Regions from separate parts of the Rattus norvegicus genome. Here region 1 is linked to region 2. A link is a contact called in public Hi-C data. All regions are on one chromosome and are shown on one strand. Each heading gives the region's core, a stretch centred on a gene start, on an enhancer-like site or on the middle of the called end of the contact. The rest is flanking DNA. Distances are from core to core; before and after follow the strand shown. Region 1 has its middle 160 kb from the start of Slc16a7. Region 2 has its middle 220 kb from the start of Slc16a7.

The links. Hi-C and Micro-C count contacts between places; a contact is called where the count stands out from the background.
Region 1: a Hi-C map of the A7r5 cell line shows a contact between it and region 2, with 1.9 times the contacts expected there. The contact joins two enhancer-like sites. A contact is called at or near these places in 2 of 12 Hi-C or Micro-C datasets (the A7r5 cell line and the Rat2 cell line).

The regions. Positions count from the first base shown.
Region 1 is chr7:63,196,099-63,203,361 of GRCr8, forward strand. No RefSeq gene overlaps it. Among named protein-coding and RNA genes, the nearest start is that of Slc16a7, 160 kb to the left of the region's middle. Within about 2 kb of position 1,558, at least 3 of the 93 cell types and tissues checked have an H3K27ac peak or open chromatin away from gene starts, as enhancers often do. A contact at or near this core is called in the A7r5 cell line, where this site is marked.
Region 2 is chr7:62,815,812-62,822,510 of GRCr8, forward strand. No RefSeq gene overlaps it. Among named protein-coding and RNA genes, the nearest start is that of Slc16a7, 220 kb to the right of the region's middle. Within about 2 kb of position 5,195, at least 9 of the 93 cell types and tissues checked have an H3K27ac peak or open chromatin away from gene starts, as enhancers often do. A contact at or near this core is called in the A7r5 cell line, where this site is marked.

The sequences.
Region 1 (7,263 bases), core at 308-2,807, 380 kb after region 2:
ACAATTCTTTTATGCGTATCCATTAAATAGTAAGGTCGAACATCCTTAGCTACATTAATAAACTGCTTTAGTTTGATTCCAGGTACCAAAGAGCTCATGAAAAAAAAATCCAGTCATATTGAGGGGGATCTCAGAGATCACCCCATTCCTTGTGTATATGGATATTGGCTAGAGGATGATGGGGGAACGTGATCACACTAATACAGTAGCGGCGAGCGCTCTGGGTGTTTCTAAGAGGATCAGAGAGTGCAGAGAGTTCCTTGAAGCCATATATTAAAGAATGGTCTCAGTAACAGAAATAGAGGGGATTGTGTAGTGTTATCACTGGAAGCATATAATTAATCTTTGAACATGATTTCATGGTTTTTTCCAAGCAAGTTATAAGTAGGTACTTAAAAATACAACTGGGAACTGTGTTCCACGCTGCACCCACCTTGTCTCTTTTCATATGCATGTACATGAGAAGCACAATCATGAAATATTCATGAGTATAAATTTATATGAATGTGTGGGCATCTATCCCAATGTGATCGTTTAAAATAAAATAACAAGATATTTATAACTTAAAGGCTTTTATTTTTTATGTCAAAGTGAATAGATTGATATGTGGTCCTTCACTAGCTGAAGCTCACTTGGCATAGAATATTCATGAAATAAAGATTTAAACCCGTTAGACGGAGGTGGTGCATTAGGACAGGGCTTTGAAAAGGTAGTGGCATCTAGTCTGTAGTTTGAGTGGCTAAAGGGTTTGGTGCTGCCGCATGCTGGGAACAACTTTCTGAAAATACTGCTTGGAGTCACGGAATGCTTGATACAACTGCAAAAATATTTACACGTTATTTAAAAAAACCAAAGGCAAAGGTTGAATCAGTCATTTGATCTTCCTTAATAATGCATATTTGGTACTAGCTAGGCTGCCTATGTATGGAGTATCTGCCATTAAATTCCACCTACATCTTTTAAAAAAGGAAAATAAACACGTCTACAGAATCATATCCATTATTAGTGAAATTTAGAGAAAAGGGCTGGAGACATAGCTTACAGGTTAACAGCACTTGCTACTCTCCTTCAGGTCCCAAGTTCTACTCCCAGTATCCACAGGGCAGCTCACAAGCTCCTGTACTTAAGGCCCAAAGGACCTGATATTTGTTTCCGGTTTATTGATGTATGCATGGTTTTGCAAATATTCTCATCTCATGAGTGTGTGTCACACATAGGCATAAAAATAAACAAGAAAGTAACTACTAAACTCAGGGAGGTTAATCCTGCACTGTACACAGATCACTTTACCTGCTGTAGTCTGTTGTTAACAGGCTACCACGCACTTTCTCTTGGATTGTCTGTGATTCATTGAACATTTTTATGAAGTTGTTCATTATGGACAAGGAAAAGATCACTTGCTAAGTTGGGTTTTGGAAAAACCCAAGTGAGGGCCAGCAAAAATAAAGCTTCATTAACATTCTTCCCAACTCTCCTCCCACCAGGATCCTACGAACAGGCAAAACATACCAAACTTGAAATCTTTGCAGATACCCAACACATAAGTGAGCTTACAGATGTACCAGAAACCTTAGCAAGCAGTAGGCCTCCATCTCTCAATGACACACGGAGGTTCAATGTAGAAGAGAAGAAAGGCCTTTCATATCATTAGGATGGTGAAAACATTTGAAACACATACAGCAACCAATCATTTGAATTTCTTCGACATGGGCATTCTAAGTGCACCTTTGTTTTCTATTTAACTATATAAATTGTCATTTGGTATTGGAAATAATCGTACTGAGTGGAAACCAAAAGCAATAAAGAAAACGTTTGCAATACTTACAGTGCCATCTATTGGTTGTGGGATTTGTTATTTCAACACGAAGCCAAACTGCCCCAATTATTACTAGGTAGAAAAGGAATTACCACATTCAAGCCAGGAAAACCCACGTCCAGTTGGCTGCTGGGGTGTTTAAAGATAACACTACGTACCTGAGAGTCTTACAATTGGCTAATATGACTGAGCTGTAAGGAAACAGACACGTGAGAACGTTTTAAACTTAAACTGTAGCCCAACAAGTGTAGTGTAGGCTATATTACGTATCTACCATGTAATGTTTACTCATGCCACAAACAAAATAAAGCTGATTGTCCTTTGCATAGTGGATAATTCTCTGAAAGCTTTGCAGCCTTGACGAACGCAGTGCTGATCTTCCTTTGTCATTGAAAGCATAAGGGAAGCTGTTTTGTGTCACGAAATTGATTCAATTAATAATACTTCTCCCTTCGTGCAAAGATCAGAAATGAACAGGCAAGACAACAAAGTACATTTTTAAAAGATGTCTTTTCTAAAAGCCCCCTTTTCACACGTGCATTATAACTGCCATTGAGTTGGATAATTTGAACATTCAAATGAAAGGACATGAAATTAATTAATTCCAGGTAAAATTATTTTCTTGCTCAATTTTGCAAGTACAACTAATTGAATAATGAACAGTTCAGCCTAGAAAAAAAAGGGATGCAAGCCTTTTAAAGTTTGGCTCCCTCTGCTTCATATAATGGTTAGCTTAGTAGCCATTATCATCTATAAATGATGCTGTCAATGATGGGGAGAGAGGAGGGAGAAAGAGAGAGAGGAAGAGGGAGAGAGAGAGACAGACAGAGAGAGAGAGAGAGAGAGAGAGAGAGAGAGAGAGAGAGAGAGGAGGGGAGAAGAGAATAATATTCCAGAGGCAGAGAACGAGACAGCAATGATGGGACATACTTGGTAATTATGGTTGACTAGAAAACAATATAATTTTTGTTGTATAATGATTTATTGAAAATTTCCCCTTTCTTAATTTCAACCCACCTCATTTTTGCTTTATTTATCTGTATAGTTTTTGAACATTTTGCTTTTGTACCTTTCCTATAGGATATTTTATTTAATATTTCCATTCCCCTAGTACATTAAAGAATATATGAATTTACAAGGAGGTAGATTTTCATGATGTTTTATAGTGAGCGAGAAATATATTTTAAAAATAAAATGCAAAAGAACAGTTTGACGTTTCGTCTTCCAAAATATGAGCTCTTTTCATTTTTCTAGGCCATTTTTGTTTGTGTGCTTTTCTGTGCTGATATCCAGTTTTACCAAAGAGAAAAGGATGTCCACAGCAGCTCTGAAGGATTGCTTGCAGGATACAATTCTGTGGAGCTAAATCTGCTCAGAAATGGAGTCCCATTTTCCAATATTTCCTCTATTCAAATAGATTGTCTGCACATGTGAAAGTTATATAAAACAGTGCATTCCATTGTCAATGCTACCACTCTCCTCAGGAGGGTTGGGTGGGCAATGAAACGTTCAAAATGACTATAAAAGCACGCAGGTACTTGCCTCCTGTCGATCATTCAGAATTGCTGTACCTGCCCCTCATTCTTTGTTTCCTCCAGTGTCTCCATGTGAGATGTTTCTGATTTCACAATTTATTCGATATTCAGAGAACACGCGAAGGAAACTGCTATTTTGTGCTTAAACGTTTAAAGAAATCAACACTGAGAACTCCCAGACAAATACACAGGTTTTTTTTCATTAGATTGGAAACCGAAGAGGCTTTTGCAGTTTTAAAGTATGCTTTCTTCCTCTCCATTCACTTTACTAGCCTCAGAAAGGTCATTCTTGAGAGCACCGGGCTTAATGACTGTAGGCACGGAGCATCAGTCACGATGGACCTCAGACTCCCATACAGCAAATGACTGCATTTAAATCATCAATAATTAATAAAGCTCAAAGGGCTCATCAGTACGTGGCTACTTGAGTACAAGCTGTTATTGGAAAACCTATCCTGCCAAGAAAATATGTGTTCTAAAATCAATTTACATAGGAAAACTGAGAAAGAAGACTCTTGCACGATGGAACAAAGTAGGCCATTTCCGTAGTCAATGACATAGACCTATTCTGTGCTTCACATCCATATCCGTATGCTGGCCTATTATTACTTTCCCTGTTTCTGCTTAAAGACACTCTTATAGAAACAACCTAAGGAAGGATGGTTTATTTTAGCACACCTCTGAGAGGACAGCTCATCGTGAGCAGTGCCTAGAGCCTGAAGCAGCTGTTGACATTGAGTGTGTGGTCAGCAAGAAAAGAACGATGAATGTTGCTGTTCAATTAGCTTTCCTCTTCCACCTGTCTAGGATTCAAGCCCAAGGAAAGCTGGCCACTCCTTCCCACCTCAACCAACCTAATCAAGGCAATCCCTCACAGAATGTGCAGAGCCCAACTTACCCTAAATAATCCCTGGTTGGCATGCCTGATAGCTTACTCTAGGTGATTCCAGATCCTACCAAGAAGACAAGCCGCACCAACCAGTAAATTATGCAAGTACTACTTCCTAGAGAGAACTATGCAGGTCACATCAATTTTCATTTCCTCTCTCAGTCTAGAATCATTAAGAATTTGAACTGAAGAATAGATGGTGTACCTGACCATCTACACCCATCCCCTGTGTAAACATGGGCAACTTACGTAAATCTGTAGAGCCTTGGTTTCTTTATATATAAAATAAAAATGTAAAAATCCTGCTGAGCACAGAGGAAAGTACTATTTATTGCAATCTTGCTCGGAAAGTCTGGTGTATAATACATATTTAACAAGCTTTAGTCATTACTATTTTGTAAGCTCCAAAGTTGTGTTTTTCAACGATGTGTTTTATTCTACAGAGAAACAGTAAGGGTAAATGAACAGTCAGCCTCCAGGCTGCCTAAATTTACATGTAGTTTGATGACTCTTATTTGAAAAAAAGAAAGATTCATTTCTATAGCTGTCCCTTGCAGATGGTTGAGGTCTGTGGGACAAACTGTAGTTGGTATCAACCCTCTAACCATGCAGAGAGAACCGGATACTGGTTGAACGACAAAGGTTCTGTATCAAAAGAGTCTGAAGAGTTTGTGCTTTTCCTCTCAGGATGGTTCAGGAGACTGTTGGAGATTCCTGTACAGCATTAAGAACACCTTGGAGATTAACTCTTGGAGAATTTCATGCAAGATGTTTTGATCACATTACCTTCTCCTTTAACTCCTCTCGGATGCACCTTTCTTCATTACCCACACAATTCCGTCTTCTTTTCTATTTTTTTTTATATTTACAAAATACAGTGTGTGCGTGTTCTTCCACTAGAACATGGAGCAAGTATAGTTTGTGTTCCACTGGAACATTTAACAGAAGTAAAGCCCTTAAAGAAAATGAACTCTCCCTCTTGCAGAAGCAATTCATTGCAAATAGCTAGGAGTGAGACCTCATAGCCACTTCTCTCCTCCATATTGGGGTTTGGTCTACCTTGAGCTTGCACAGGATGTGTGCAGACTATCTCCACCATTGAATGTAGTGGGTGGGTCTGATGCTGCTTGAATTCTAATGCTAAATACTGGTTTCTCAAGATGTGGTTGTCCCAGACTGAGCAGACGCTCTTGTACTCAAGGGATGCCTTCTCCCCAATGTCACAGATAAATAAAAGGCTAGAACCTGTAATTGGGCAGGTGGAGAGAGAAAGTTGGTACTGGAGGTTCGAGAGGGGTTTGCAGGGAGAGAGAGAGAGGGAGGGAGAGAGAGGGGGGGGAGGGGGAGAGAGAGAGAGAGAGAGAGAGAGAGAGAGAGAGAGAAATTAGTCATGGACGTGGCCAGGAGTAACAGGAAGTAACATGGTACTTTTTAGTTTGAATGAGTTAGTTCAGCCCTAATCTGGGCATATGGATTGTAAATAAAATACCTGGGCCATGTGTGTGTGTGTGTTTTTTTTTTTTTTTTGGTTCTTTTTTTTCCGGAGCTGGGGACCGAACCCAGGGCCTTGCGCTTCCTAGGCAAGCGCTCTACCACTGAGCTAAATCCCCAACCCCGTGCCATGTGTTTTTTATACTGGCTTATTAGCATTATAAATTCCAACTACAATTGTGAGTCATTTGTGCAGCTTCTTTGTCATTCACCTCCTCTGGCTATTATATGTCTTTCTGTCTTCGCTGCCACAATGATATCTGAGCCTTAGGAAGAGGAAGTGTGATATAAACATCCCATTTACAGATTCCACGGTCCCTTATTCTCTGCACTTTGCCCTAAGGGAATTCTGGGTTAATCACCATCTATGGTTAAAAGAAGCAACTGGACATTCCGAAATCACCCTCCAATACATTTCATAGTCCAGTTTCTTACATCACAGATCTGAAGAATATGCTTTTTGAGAAAGTTTTAAGCCAAAATGGGGGTAGGAGAACTGAGTGGAAAGTATAAGTAGGTGATGCATGGTGGGCAAATTATTTGTGCCCCGTTGAGGGACCCCCGTGGTGTGAGAGGAATGAAGAGTCTAAGAGAAAGAGTTGGGATTAAACAAGTCATGAAGGCCAAGAAGCTTCTGAAAACAATGGGGAGCTGGGTGGAGCCTTCCGTCCACCATCTTGTTCTTCCAGGCTTACTTAGGTACATGCTATGACTAACATACTCCTCACAGCGACTGTGCGAGAGAGGTAGTTGCTATCACCATGACCATTTTCACAAAGAAAGACACTCAGGTACAAAAGCACCAGTAGCTTGAGGAGACACACATGCTTCTTTTTGCCTTACAGGAAATGAGGTAACCACCCTTCACGCTCAGGGCATATTATTCGATTGAAGAAGATGCCATCTGCTTTCAGTCTCTCCTCGGTGGTTCTAGTCTAAGCATCAAGACACCGCACGAAAACAAATTTCTGTGTTAGCATTCTGCATCATGAGTGATGGTGATCAGAGTTTATCTTGCATATTCTGAGGTAGACCATCACAAATTCAAGTGTTTCCAAATGCTGAGGAGAGGACATGGAGTATTTAAGGGGGACTGGGCTGCAAGCACTCTGCCATTTGGAATGGTACTTTAGTTGCCTTCAAAAATGTCTCCAACACCGTGGGACTGTTCCCTTTGAAAGAGTCCTCTCATAATATAAGAATCCAGCAAGAAGTGCTGTCAGGATCCAATGGACAAACTTTGACCTTAGATTTCCCAGACTCAGGCTTTGGAACCCCTAATCTAAATTTATATGTGTTTATATATCTATGTATATTTTATATTTTATATTTTATATATTAAATTAAAATTTACAAAATATAAATATGTACATATTATATATATGATATATACATTTGTAAATAATTTGGTGTGTGGTATTTTGCTACAATAGCAAAAGAAAAGTCTAGAAAAACTTTTTTGTAAAATGATGGGCTGGGGACATAGTGCTGTTGATACAGCACTCACCCAGCATGCTCAACACCTTGGCTCT
Region 2 (6,699 bases), core at 3,945-6,444:
AGTGAATTAAAGGTCCTAATCCTTATAGACTTTCCTACTTACACTATCACAGTTGACTAACCGTATACAAGATGTTTTTTTAACATGGTATCTGCTGAACATTGTCCATGTTTAAATATTAAAATATATATTGCTATTTTGTAACTTCTGTGCACATGGGGAGACTGTCTACCTCAGAAAAGGGAAGGACTACAATTTCAATAAATTCCAAATTGATGAAATAAATGTTTTTGAGGGTTAGTTACTGAGCATAGGTGAGAGGTAACTCACAGTAATATGGATAATACAAATGTACCTATATCACTATAAAGGTTACCCCAACATGACTGACATCTCACAAAAGCAATGTCCTCCATCTCCATACATGACATGCAAGTGTCTGCAAAAGTCTGCTCTCCTCAGGGATGATTATTGTTTGTATTTCCTTATGGAGGGACTCTTGTAAGTTTCAGGGACTTCTGAGACTTTTGAGTTGTTTGCCTCCTGAATCTTATAAGCTTATGTTTACTTCCTGATTTTTAATGAGCTTCCCTCCAAGACGGAATATTTCAATTCAGAGAAAATGGTTACATGACAGGACACAAGTTGCCCAAAAGGAAGAGTGCCATGGAATCATGACAAACTTTTCACAACCCTTTTCCCAAGACCCAGTTTGTAAAATTAGGTCATGAATAAGAAGAGAAGAAAAATAAAATGCTAATTTGTGCTGATTATTCAAGGGCTCCTAGATTCACTCCTTTTTGCAACATACTGAAAATTTGTGTTACCCACAACTACTTTTTGAAATCTAACCCCAAAGGGTGATAGTGCCATCTTTGGAAGCTTATTAGGGCACAATGGTATAACCTTCATGAATTAAGGTGATGTCCTTGTACAAGGCTATCTGGAAGATAGCTGTCTACTTCTTTCAAAAATGAACAGAAGATAAAATAGTCATTGACAAGCCAGAAAGTGTATCTTCATCAAACACTGCATAGACCTATGTCTGAATATAAGACTTCTCACAACCCAAGAAGTTTGACAGGTATATTTTTGCTGTTTATGAACTGTTCTCTGCTGTTTATTAGAGCAAACAGACTAAAGTCTTCTCTCATTCTTCTCCTGTCACTATGAGAATTAGAAATAATGAACATGTGTGCTACTTCTCAGAGTATGTTCATGTACACATAGAATAGAGATTAAAAATGGAGAATAACTGAGAAAGAATAGCTAACTCTCAGCGTGAATGACTTCTTGCTGGGTTAAAGGGGATTAAAAGTTAAATGAAGTCATTATCAAATTTAACCAAAAGCACATGTATTGAGTGGAGTGTCATCATGATCAATGTATTATGAAAGGACCTTGGACATGAAGTTGAACCACAACAAAAGGATTGCCACGGGCACTAAACTCTCTTCAGGAATCATTTATGTCATTGAAAATCTTAACAGGGAAACTAGATGAAATTTTTGAAATAGATTTATTGAATTGACTGAATAGATTATAGAATTTATGAAATGTAGAAATACATGAAATTTTTTCAAGGGAAGTATTGGAGTCTTACAACACAGATGGAAAGTATAAGAAAATGAAGCAGTACTCCACGAACCCAATTCCTTTTAAATATAGATACAGGAATGATGGGGTTTGTTAGATTTGATTTGTTTTTTTTTTCTACTGATATTGTACCAATGATAAAAATCATGGATTTCAGTAGTGGGGGAATAACTAACAAGATAGATAGATAGATAGATAGATAGATAGATAGATAGATAGATAGATAGATAGATAGATAGATGCAAAGAGTCCAAAGACAAATTGTTAATAGTCTAAGAAACTAGGGAAATGAATCCTCAGAATATTGTGTTACCAGAATACTAAACTGGCTACAGGTAATTGAAAGGATGTGGGGTGTGGCTGTGTTGGACCTACATAATTGAATAATACTCTATAGAAATGAGGGCCGCCAACTTTCTCAACGCAGAGATTGAAAAGGAAGCCAGTGTATGGATGACCTGGCCATTCTTAGTAAAGTACAAATTTATTTTCCTCATATTTTTATGTGGAAACTAGAATAGCCACACTCTGGAGAAATGTCTCAGGGAAAGGGTAAATCACTGAAGATGTGGACAGAGTGCAGAGGCTGAGAGTGTATAATGCTGGTGCCCGCAGAATCTAGAAGAGGACTCTGGAAACCAGAGCTGTGATTACAGATACTTGTGAGTTGCCCAGCCTAATAGTTTGGAAACCAATTTGGGTCCTCTATATGATCTGTGAATCTTCCTAAGGATCGATCCACCTTTCCTGTGCCATTATTCATAATTCTTTCAAGCTCAAAACCCACCCGTACCATATTTCATCATAAATACAATCACACCGGTAAAGAATTGCAAAGAATGATAGAAAAAAATGATCTCAAAAGAACAAAAAGTAGAAAAAAGTAATTGTGATAAATGTCATAGAGCTCAGATAAGAACAACTTAAGAAAGAAGATGACTTTCCCTTTACATGCAATCAATGTCACAGGATGGAGAAGAGTGTTAGAGAGAAAAGCAAGTGAGAGAGAAAACAATATACTCTGATATAAGTACTGCTTAAAGAAAGAAAAGAGGAAAGAGAAAGAAAGAATAACATGAAGAAAGTCTCTAGTTTTATTAACTAATTAATTAGTTATTCTGAGACCAGGTTTCTTTGTGGACCTTGAATGTCCGGAAACTCACTCTGTAGACCAGAATGGCCTCAAACTCAGATTCTCCTGCCTCTGCCTCTCATGTGCTAGGATTAAAAACATGCAACACTACACCAAGTCTTATTCTCATGCTATGGGAAATTTTTATTCAAAATTTTCAACACTGACTCCCCCAAAAGAGAACATTAAGAAAATTGGAGTATTGGAACCTTAACAATAGTCCACCGAATAGAACATACTGTGATCTAAAACTCAACTGGGCATACCATCTTGAGCAGAACACCAAGGGAACCAGTTTATGGGAGATAGTCTAATTAAAAACATGTGGAAGGGTGAAACATCCTTAGGCCCACAGAGCTGCAAGTTAGGACTGTTACAGTAGTCACAGTGGAGTGCTCATGGCTTCAGGGAAGTTCAAGAGGTTTTGACAAGATGGGAGAAGGGCAGGGTTGAAAACACAATGCTGATGTTGTGGTCTTTGGTGGTTTCTGTAAAACTCTAGTGTGGGAGGAGGCTGGGACGCTTCTGGAGAATTGTATCTGGTGTGTCAAGGAAAAGGAGTGAAATGGAACCTGAACTAATGAGCATCAAATATTAATATGAGTGGGACCAAGGTGAAACCATCCTCATTAATCAACCCATCAGCTAACCTTCCAAATGCTTCCTATTAGATGAAGTGGAGAGTATCGTGCATGACACCTTCTTTTCATTTTATTATACATACATATATATATATATATGTACATATATGTATATAATTTCAAGTAAATTAACTGTAATATACCACAAATTCTTATTTTGACACTAACCAATATAGTCACTCAGAAAACCCATTTTTTGTGACAAAGTACAGAGGGCATGGTCATCTTTAAACCAATGAGATGAGAACCGAGAGACATTATCTCAAATGGTAATTGATATTATTACATCCATAAATATGTTCCTGCTCTTTTTTGCCATATTGTACAGCAAATTTCTTACATTCAGAAGTGTTGAGGCACAGAAGTGAAACCAAACCAAATGAAAGAAAGTGAACAAGAGTAAAATTTTTAACAGTTAACAGTTAAAACTGAGTCACCAAGGGGCCGGTTTTCTTAGATTTTAGAATATAAAAGCAAAGCAAACCAAAACAAAACAAAAAAGAAAAAAAACAGCAAAAAAACATATGATTACCTATAGGTTTCTTCCTGGCAACTTACAAATTTGCAAGCTTCTACAGTTCTCTTTCACTCAGAATGTGATGAAATGTGGCTCAAAGCAGGATTAGTGTCTTTAGCACTTCTCATCATCTGTCTGTATTTCCCTCAGTTGTGGCCTCTCACCCATGGAGCCTTCAAACACCTTGTCCAGATAGCCAAGGTATAAGGCAAACAGGCATCGTAGATGACCGTATGGAAGACCTCTTCAGATCACCCTAAGAATTGGCACATACCTGCCCTTAACATGGTGCATCCCCACCATCTCCATGCAACCTGATCTCTGATACTGAGACTTCTGAGAAAATCTGTTGTTAGGAGAGCATCAGCTCTTCATGGCTGAAGTGTGGGCACAGCTGTTCACACCAGGCATTTTCTCTCAAGTTGATAGTCCTGAAATTGAGATTTCAATTACTTTCTCTTTTCTCTGTCAGTCCTCCCTTCTGATACATAAATCCATGGCTATAAATATGTCTGCTAATAATGAATATTTAAGTCCAAAATTTCAGGCTTGTCCAACCTGCAGCCCACAGCCTGTACACCATACCCAACTTGTTTGCTGCCTTGGTCATCTAACTCTTTATAACACACATAAGGTGACAGGGCAAGACAGTGCAGAGGTCCCTCCATGTCTCTATATGCTTAGCCCAGGGAGTGGCACTATTATGAGGTGTGTCACTGTGGGCATCATTTAAGGTCCTCATCCTAGCTGCCTGGAAGTGACTATTCTGCTAGCAGCCTTCAGATGAAGATGTAGAACTCTCAGCTCCTCCTGCTCCATGCCTGCCTGGATGCTGCCATGTTCCCACTTTGGGGATAATGGACTGAATCTCTGACCCTGTAAGGCAGCCCCAGTTAAACATTGTCCTTATAAGAGTTGTCTTGGTCACGGTATCTGTTCACAGCAGTAAAACCCTAAGACACTCCATCTTGTGTTCTTGCTGAGGCCATTTCAGGTTTAACTAGAATTTGATCTCCTGGATAAGGAATTCCATGGGAAAGTATTCAAATCTCACTAGAAATCCCAAGTTAAAATGCCCCAGCTAATTTATCTTAGCTCCTGTTCAACTACCTACTTTTACCAAAACCTCTCTGTGAAGGGCAAAACACAAGAATGTGGCATTTTTCTGTAAAAGCCTCTTGCTCTAAACGCCCAGGACTATATTTGGGTTCTGGAATGTCTAACCATTGCCACAGCTGTGGACTCATTATTTGTTCTTCAGTTGTAGAACATTTAGGTTAATCCCATTCCCTAGCTATCATAACGAGGGCAGTGATGAACATGGCTGAGGAAATATGTGTGGAATGTGATGACTAGTCCGTCCTGAGGAAGTATATGAAGCAACGGCTTAGCTGATTCATAGGGTAGATCCATTTTTAGCTTCTGAGAATTCTCCACACTGATCTGCATCGCCATATCATATATCAGTAGACACCATGACTGATCTCTCATAGTTTCTGTCGTGACTAATATTGCAATAAACATGGCCATGCCGCTGTCTCCTTGAAATAGGAACATATTTAAAGATTAATTTTATTTAATGGTTTAGAAATGCCACATTTTATGTGTGCCTCCACATATTAATGGACAGAATGCTCCATGTCATGCTTATTATAATGTTGGAATGTAGTTGAGTGTATGCGTATTTCCTTGATGATATGCAGATTTTTACTTCCTTTGGATACACATTCACTGGTAAACTGCTGATTCATAGCTTAGCTATTTGAGAAACCTTCGTACTATTTTCTAATTAAACATGGTGATTTACATGATCAAGAACTCCCTATAGTAGCCATTCCTGGTTGTCAACTTGACTATATCTGGAATGAACTAAAATCCAGAATTGGAAGGTTCACCTGTGATCCAGAGCTTTAAGCTGGGAGATACAAGTTTCTGACCTGGATTTTGGCATGGAGATTTTGAGGCATAGGGCCTATGAATCCCAGGAGACTTAGGCAACGCCATCTATGAGTTCTAGGTCATCTGGGACAAAGCAAGTCCCAGATCCAGGTGTGGTGGTACACACCTTTAATCTGGACCACACCTTCTGTTGGAGACCTACTTAAGGACATTGGAAGAATGAAGATCCTCTCTCTTCCTCACCTGCCTGTCTTGTGGGACTGAGCCAATGCTAGATTCTTGGACTTCATTCACAGCTGCTGCTGACCATTGTTGGGGAGTTGGACTACAGACTCTAAGTCATCAACAAATTCCCTTATTTTGTAGAGACTATCCATAAATTCTGTGACTCTAGAGAACCTTGACTAATATACTCCCTTACTCATGTTAGATATCAACTGTCATCCTTTATTCTTTGACAGTAGCCATTCTTACAGGTTGAAAGTGATCTAGCACTATGGTGCTGATCTAAATTTCTATGATAAACAATGATACCATTTAATATGCCTATAGAACCTTTTTATATCTTCTCTGGAGGAATGATGACTTAGTTGCCTTGCTCATATTTCCATGAAGGTATTAAGTATTTTACTTTTGAGTTTTAGACATGTGCCTGTTCCACCTGGATTGCTTCCTTGTTTTCTCCTAGTAGATTTACAGTTTCATAACCTACATCTGTTTATTTTGAGTGGAATATTGCTATAAAAATGGTTTACTTCTTTCTTCTTCTGTGGACATCCAGGTATCACGACACCCCACACCAAAAAGAGCCTGTCTCTTCTTCATCGTACATTCTTCACACTGTAATAGAGATGCACTTGCCTGTAACTGGTTGGATATGTTTTGAGGATGTGTATCCAGTTCAATTGTGTTCATTTACTTTTCATTGCATTTGTATTTGTGTGTATATGTACATGAGTTCAGGTGTTGCCAAG